2 separate regions of the Zea mays genome follow, and region 2 is linked to region 1. The links are chromatin contacts, called in public Hi-C maps. All regions are on one chromosome and are shown on one strand. Each heading gives the region's core, a stretch centred on a gene start, on an enhancer-like site or on the middle of the called end of the contact. The rest is flanking DNA. Distances are from core to core; before and after follow the strand shown.

The links. Hi-C and Micro-C count contacts between places; a contact is called where the count stands out from the background.
Region 2: a Hi-C map of ear shows a contact between it and region 1, with 4 times the contacts expected there. The contact joins the promoter of LOC100304293 here to the promoter of LOC100277965 in region 1. A contact is called at or near these places in 3 of 25 Hi-C or Micro-C datasets (ear, endosperm and tassel).

Annotation. Positions count from the first base shown.
Region 1 is chr7:138,750,624-138,754,318 of Zm-B73-REFERENCE-NAM-5.0, reverse strand. It overlaps LOC100277965, which reads left to right and starts at 1,860. Exons shown (of 3, transcript NM_001367301.1): 1 at 1,860-2,410; 2 at 2,551-2,962; 3 at 3,515-3,695. The coding sequence starts at 2,034. LOC100277694 reads left to right here. Exons shown (of 1, transcript NM_001151196.2): 1 at 1-986. The coding sequence ends at 719.
Region 2 is chr7:139,468,988-139,472,682 of Zm-B73-REFERENCE-NAM-5.0, reverse strand. LOC100304293 reads right to left here and starts at 1,938. Exons shown (of 12, transcript NM_001165735.1): 1 at 1,141-1,938; 2 at 822-951; 3 at 311-371; 4 at 90-203. The coding sequence starts at 931.

The sequences.
Region 1 (3,695 bases), core at 611-3,110:
CGCCGCCCGCATCAACTCTGCCCCCGCTGTCGGTCAAGATGTCCGACCTCGTCACCAACGGCGACGACCACGACCGCAAAGCGCACGGTAACGGGTTCTCCTTCTCTGGGAATGGGTTCGCGGCGAACGTGGCGGCCGCCGCCGGGACCGGCGGCGGCGGCGTGGGCGCGCTGCTGTCCAGGATGCGGCTCACGACCAGGAGTGTGCTGCCACTGTGGAGTAAGGCGAGCCTGCGGTTCCAGTGGGGGCTGCGCGTGCCGCCGGAGATCAAGGCCGCGCTCGCAGACGACGGGTACGGGCGCAAGGCTGGGAGCCTCGCCATCAGCAAGCTGCCGCTGCTGGTGATGAACAAGATCACCATCGAGCACACGCCCAAGGTGCCTTCGCAGTCTGAAACGGATAAGAAGAGGAAGAAAGATGCCCCACCAGCAGCCGAGGGCGAGGTGTTCTCACTAATGAAGAGGCAATTGGAGGAGCTGAATGCTGAGAGCACCATGCTGCGTCTGGCAGTCGAGGACTTGCGTGCAGAGGTTGGAGCCAGCAAAGGCGATGGACGTAAGCTGCCAGCAACAGTGCCACATCCACAGCGTTCATTCGTGTCGAAACCAGATCACCATTTTCACAGCGATGCTAAGGATTTGGGAGACAGTGGGACGAAACCGGCCTCCAATGATGCAAGTGAGGGGTTGAAGAAGGCGCTGGAGGCCAGACGAAAGTAGGAAACACCTAGATAGGGGGGCCATAGGGCTTGCTGACACTGCAAGCGCTACAATATGATATGGCTGCTGACGGCTGTGTCAAGTTTTGTGCTTAATAATAATGCTTCCTCAATGGAGAAGATTGGTAAGGGCTGTGAGGTAGCCATTTTCCATAGGTGATGTAGTAGTTTTGCCTATATTCTATTTCCATTGTTTGTGTTAGGATATTATCCGTTCTGTATAAATCCGCAACTTGCGATCTAAAATGAATGAAGGATTAGTTTTTTTTATCGGGGGCCACCTTTGAAGGATGCAGCATTACTCTCAGCGACATTTCTGTATGTGCAATTGTTCCTTTGAATCGAGCGTTGAGCGTTGTTGATGCTCGAAAGTTGCATATATCTTAAGGGACTTGGTTGATAAAATAAAAACCACGGCTTTCTGAAATGTTAATGGTCTGCCATGGCCACCGACATGCTCCAATAGAACTTTGAATTGTTTCAATGATACCCTTTCGAAAATCCTATGTTAAATTAGGGCATTCAGGGCGACGATCGATGTTAGATTTGGGCACAAGGCACGAACTCGTACAACCTGAAACCGACAGATCAAGCTCATTCATCATTCAACCAAAACAGTTGACACTTTCCTTCCACCACATCAATTAAATAAGCCTCAGAAGATAGGCCACGAACTAGGGTCTGGTTTTTTAAGCTTCTTTCGCTAGAAACTTGTTTGCCACACACATAACAAAATATCTAAGAACTCATGAAACTAATTTTAAAAGCAGATTGCTTTTCAAATAAACAGGCAGCCTTGTAAACTTGTTAAAAACGATATTCTGCAATTGCTTACCAGAATATACCTTCCGGATCATGTTATTCCCATCGATTGAATTTTGGATGCTTTGGACTTGGTTTAGCTCCATCAGACGATCAGTTTTATTCCGGTGCCTAGTGCAGTCGTGTAGATTGTGCTTTGCCAGACAACGAGCGCACGCACACGTACGTACTAGCAAACAGCAAGCTGGTGCCTGGTGGTAGCTGACCACTGACCAGGGACAACACGGTCATTACACAAGAAATAGCCGTAGGTGGACCCACTCCGATGTTTTTACAGAAAAGCCCCTGGGCCAGGGTGCGCGCGGGGCGCGGCTGAATGGCTGATTTCCATGACCAGTGACCACCATGCCATCTTCTTTACCGATAAAAATCAATCCGGGCCGAGGAAGCAAAAGGCGACGGGGGAAAGCAACGGAGACGAGGGCAACGGACCAGGGCTGAGAGCCTAAGACCACCACACCTCCACTGCCTCACGGACGAGAACGCAGGAAGGATGGCGGACGGCACCGACGTGTCGCCGGAGTCGGAGGCGACGGCGGCAGCCGGGAAGAGCGGGGAGATCTGGGGAACGCTGGAGGAGCTGCTCCTGGCGTGCGCCGTGACGCGGCACGGCACGGCGAGCTGGGACTCGGTGGCCATGGAGGTGCAGACACGGATCCCCGTGGCGGCGCGGCCAGGCCTCACGCCGCACAGCTGCCGCCTCCGCTTCCGCCACCTCCACCGCCGCTTCTCCACCGTCGGCAGCGGCGGGGTCGAGGAGGCCGAGGAGGATCCCGACGCCTCCGCTGCCGAGGGATGGGTGGACGAGCTCCGGCGGCTGCGCGTCGCCGAGCTCCGTCGCGACGTCGAGCGATGCGATCTCTCTATCGGGTAAGGGATCCGGTGAGGAGAAATTTTCTAAAGTAGAAAAAAATACGTTTTGGACCCGTTTTCCTTACCGTTTGATGATGATCGTTCGGTGGGGATTTATTTAATGGGAGGCTAATCTCATTTTTTTTAAATTCGCGCAGGACGCTGCAGTCAAAAGTGAAACGGCTGAAAGCGGAGCGGGAGCAGAGAGCCTCCGGCGAGGCTGTGAGCGACCACGATCGCCTCTCAAGCGAGGAGCCCGGGTGCTCATGCAGGGAGTCGAACTCCACAGATCTGAAGCCGCCCAAACATCCCAGCCAGCTAGGCGACGGGTCTAAGGAGGAGAAGGTTGCGAAACAGGAAGCGTCCGTTGAGTCGGCGGTCGATTCCAAAGACAGCAGCGAAGTGCGGAGCTCGGCGAGCTTGTGCCGCCGCCGCCGTGGAAGCGGGAACGCTGAAGAGGAGGAGGCGGAGGCGGAGGCGTCCAAGTCCTCTCCGCTCACTTTCCTGCTCGACGCGGTCTTGGCCAAGCTCGGTTGCGTGCTGGACCGGTTACGCGAAAACGACAGCGAGGTAGGTGCCTCGGTAATTACTATAGTCGTGACTCCCACCCTGGCCTTCATTAACGGCTCTCCTTAGAAATGTTAAATGGCGTGACATGTGAATAGAAGCTAGTACCTGATTTGCGCGTACGGTTTGCCCGAGTAGGATGACTTCTGGTTGGGACCAATAGCACCGTAGAGGTTGTGAAGAAGCGCTTCAAAATATTCTGATTTACAAAATAACAAATAGTCCTATGACCTTATAATTTCTTACTTGATTCAAAGGTTTTTTGATAAAAACAATAGTTAATCTAATCGTATGAAAAAATTGTTTCTTAGTGTCGACAAGTATCCCTATGCTACCATCTTTTTGAGTCTCTATCTTTTTTTGCTCGTCATTCTAGCACGCTGCTTTGTTGGGTGCAGTGTTGCAATCAATCCTATGTAGCATGGGCTGGATGCCTAGTTACCTAGAACGATACAAACAGATAATTTTAGTCCATCTCTCGTATTTACTTTTTTCGTTTCTATTTTTATTTATTGTCTTTATATTTATGTCGTGGTCAATCCTATCTAATTACAGGAATCTGCCATGTACCGGGACACGATCAGGCGCCATGTGGACTTGGAGACTCTGCGGCGTCGGCTGAACGCGTCGGCCGGCTCGCGCGCCGACGATGACAGCCACTCCTCTGCGCACGAGCTCTATCGCGACCTGCTGCTGCTCTGCACGAACATCGTGGTCTTCTTCCCGGGTGGCACCC
Region 2 (3,695 bases), core at 689-3,188, 720 kb before region 1:
TTTGCGTTTTCATATTCCGTCTGCTTTGAGATATAGATATTACTGTTCTCGATGCTTTTTCCAGCAATTTTCCAGGACTTGCTACAAACCTTTGAGCTAGCCTTTTGGGTCCGTTCTGTTGCTTTTCTGGAGTAATGACCTGGCAATTGCTCTGGTAAATTCAGGGAGTGTCTTCTGTTGAACATCTTCTCTCTGTCGGCGGCCTGCATGATAAAAAAAAAAGTCATTACAGTAAGTAAACTGGAGAAATGCCTATGCAGGATATATATATATATACATACAGCAAGATAGGTCCGATTAATTTACTCACAGGCTTGCAGTAGGAGAACCGTGGCGACATGTCCAGTGCGCCATCATGTGGCTTCAGAATGCTAAGATGACAAGCAGTAAATGATTAGAACAGTTTTTTTCCATCTTGATATGCTGGCGCAAATCAGCTGAAAGTCGCCCTAGGCCTTGCTGACATTAGAACAAAAAAAAAACTCTGCACGAAAACTATTTTTACAGCCAGTGTGAGTTCGATCCATGCATGCTGGCAGCCTGGCACCATTGTCAACCGGTGTTCATGAGGATGGTCTCCGGGCAGTGGACTACACTACAGCTAGCGGGTACTGTACTTGTGGCCCAAAGGAATTCGATGCGGCGTGAAGAGGACGGTTGAATTGTACAGCAGGAAGTTAATAGGCTGCCGAACTGAAACAATGCAAAAAATCGCTGCGTGTAGAGGACGGGAGAGGAAAAAAATAAATCTCCATTCAGGTTTCACAGCGTTTGAGAGCTGAGAGGGCGCGTGCGAGAGAAAGTACAGCGCGCGAACTAACCTCCGTGAAGAGTACCGGCGCTGGAGACTGCAAGTCGACTGAACCGACCTCGGCGTGCCGGCGCAGGACGCCGTCTCCGAGAGCACCCTTGACCTCGACTCCCTCTCCATCGCCGACCGAGACCTAGAACCTGCGTCCAGGCGCCACAGCCTTTTTCAGTCCATGGCCAAGAAGAGTAGCATGTGCAACGGAAGCGATCCCCACACAGCTAGCGATGCACCGGATCAATCTCCCAGCGACCTTGTCGGTTGGGTTAGCAAGCATTACTGTAGCGGCGGTAGAGTATCTGGCGGCAGGAGCAGGGTCGCCATGCCCATACCTTGAGCTGTTACTGCCGGGAAGAGCGAGCTGTCTGTCCATGTGCGGCGGAGAGCAACAAAGGCGCCGTGGCTCAGCTTTCTCCGGGGGAGCTCAACTGCTGCTCCAGGCTCCGGCTGTTCGAAGAAGTGAGCTCCCTCACTCAGCTCGCTCACGCAGAGGAAAAAGACCAAGTCTTTGTTTTCTTGGATATCGCCGACAGAACAGGATCAGTAGCCAAGAACAAGAGGGAGGAGACGACAGGCTAGCTAGCTGCTGCTCGAAAATTCACAATGGCGCTCGTATAAGGACGAGGCCGAGAGGTAGGAGGAGGAGAAATAGCCCGCGAGGCGAAAGAGGCACAGGAAAGCTGGTGGCGCGGCAGCCGCCGCCGCCGCCAAAACAAATGGGAATGGAAAAGACGGGCAGGGAAAGCAAGGGCGGGTATTAAAAGGGAGGGAGGAGGAAGAAAGAGGAATCAATTAATCGGACAGTGGGCATCAATCCTCGTTGTCCCACCGCTGTTAATTCTTTAACCGGAGGAACAGGGAAAGGCTAGCGGCCTACTCCATCTCCCCCCAAATCAACCACTGCAATCTAATCACCACTGGTAGTGGTAATGATAACAGCGGATAGTCTGGCTGTATGTATCAGTAGCAGCAGATAATCTGGCCGGATCAGTAGCAGCGTCACAAGCAGGCAGGCAGGCAGGCACCAAATCTTGTTTTGTATTTGTGGCAAAGGATATGTGAGGATGGATGGATGGATCATGGAGTATTGTTAGGTGGGGGAGCAGGGAGGGCAGGTGGGATTTGGTTACTGGCTTCTCATGTTGCTGCTTTGGGGGAAGTAGCGTTGCCAGGGTTCATGACCAAGAAGATCACCATTCTTGGTCAATCACCGATTCACCTACACAGCATTAGGCTCTGCCATTTACCAGTACGCTCTGTGTACGTTGGTTCTCTTGTTCGTGGAACTGGAACCAGGCCAAAACACACAAAAAGGGTTTTTGGTTGCTTAAAGATCTGGGTGAACATGTCCGATTCTTTGACACTGCAAAGAGGGGCAAACAGTTGCACCTTTCTGTGGAGCAGACGCAACGCGGCTCGGGTTGAGTGAGCCAGCCAGCCCTGGCGGCGGGTGGTCAAACCGAACCGACGGTGCCTTGCACCAAGAGCAGTCCAACGCTGGTCGGCTGGTGGCGCCTTGCTCCTTCCCGTGACCCTCTCCCCCCCTGTCCAAAAGAGAAAGAGAGAGAAGACAGAAGAGATCGGCCTCTGAACTCCTCCGCTCTGATGCAACATCTCATCGTCTCCTCCTCCTCCTCCCCTCCCTTGTCCTGCAGGCCTGTGATCTGATCTCCGCAATAATGCAGGGTGAGAAAAAAAAAACGAGCACAGTTGTAAAGGAGGACCTCATCACCCACCGCCGAGGCGAGGCGAGCACCGGGTCACTGTCGTCTACCGCGACGTGCGTGCCAAGGAGCCAACAAGCCCGGCCGGGGAGATTCGGCGTGCGTTCCGTGCACGCACGCACGCACTCGCGAGTCGCGAGGCAGGCAAGCGGACAAACAGCGGCATGCGATTCCGCGCTGTGCCTGCCACACGAACAGACGTACGTCTGTGAGTCCCACCACACTGTATCGCACGCGTCGCAGCAACTCGCAGCGCATCAGATTTTACTACTAGTGCTGCTGCTACGGCAGGCCATGGCCATCATTCGCCGTTGATTTAATAATGATGAAAGGATGGGTTCGCGGCCGAAGATGAAGATCGGAGTGACAGGGGGATTGGGGGGGGGGGGGGGCGAGATCCGAGATGGGGGTCCGTCCAAGTAGCCAAGCTCCGATGGCGACGAATCCGCGCTCGTAATTTTTTATATGCCAGCCCGACCCCGCGAGTAAACAAACACGGCCAAGAATATAGATGTCCAATAAGCACGAGGCCCGCGAGCCCAGCACGAAGCCCGCTTTTTGGGCCCGGTCCGAGCCTGGCACGGCCCGGTTATATACGGGCCCGGGCCGGCCCGGCACGAATAAGCGGGCCGGGCTCGGACAGGAAATTAGGCACGGTGGGCTAGCCCGGCACGGCCCGTTTAGCTCTAAGCCCGTTAAGCCCGCTTTTTTTACACTAAAACGTACTTTTCGGCCCGTATAGCCCGCTTTTCGGCCCGCTTTTTTCGTGCTAAACGGGCCGGCCCGGCCCGTTTAAGCCCGTTGCGGTCCGGGCTCGGACAAGAAATTGAGCCCGCGTGCTTAGCCGGCCCGGCCCGGTTTTTTAATCGTGCCTGGCGGGCCGGGCCCAAAACGGGCCGGGCTTCACCGGGCCCGGGCCGGACCGGGCCGGGCGGCCCGTTTGGACATGTCTAGCCAAGAAGCAGGCATCTTCGTCCCACGACGGCGAGCGCTCCATATCCGCCGACGCGCGAGACGGCCAGACGAGACCGGGGCGCTGGTGGCCACCACCCACCTACCTTACCTGCTGCTGAGTTGCGTGTGCGGGGTGGATGGCCTGGCCCTGCTGCGTCTGCATGGCGATGGCAGCTGCTGACGCGCCCGCGCAGCCTGTTGCCTCACTG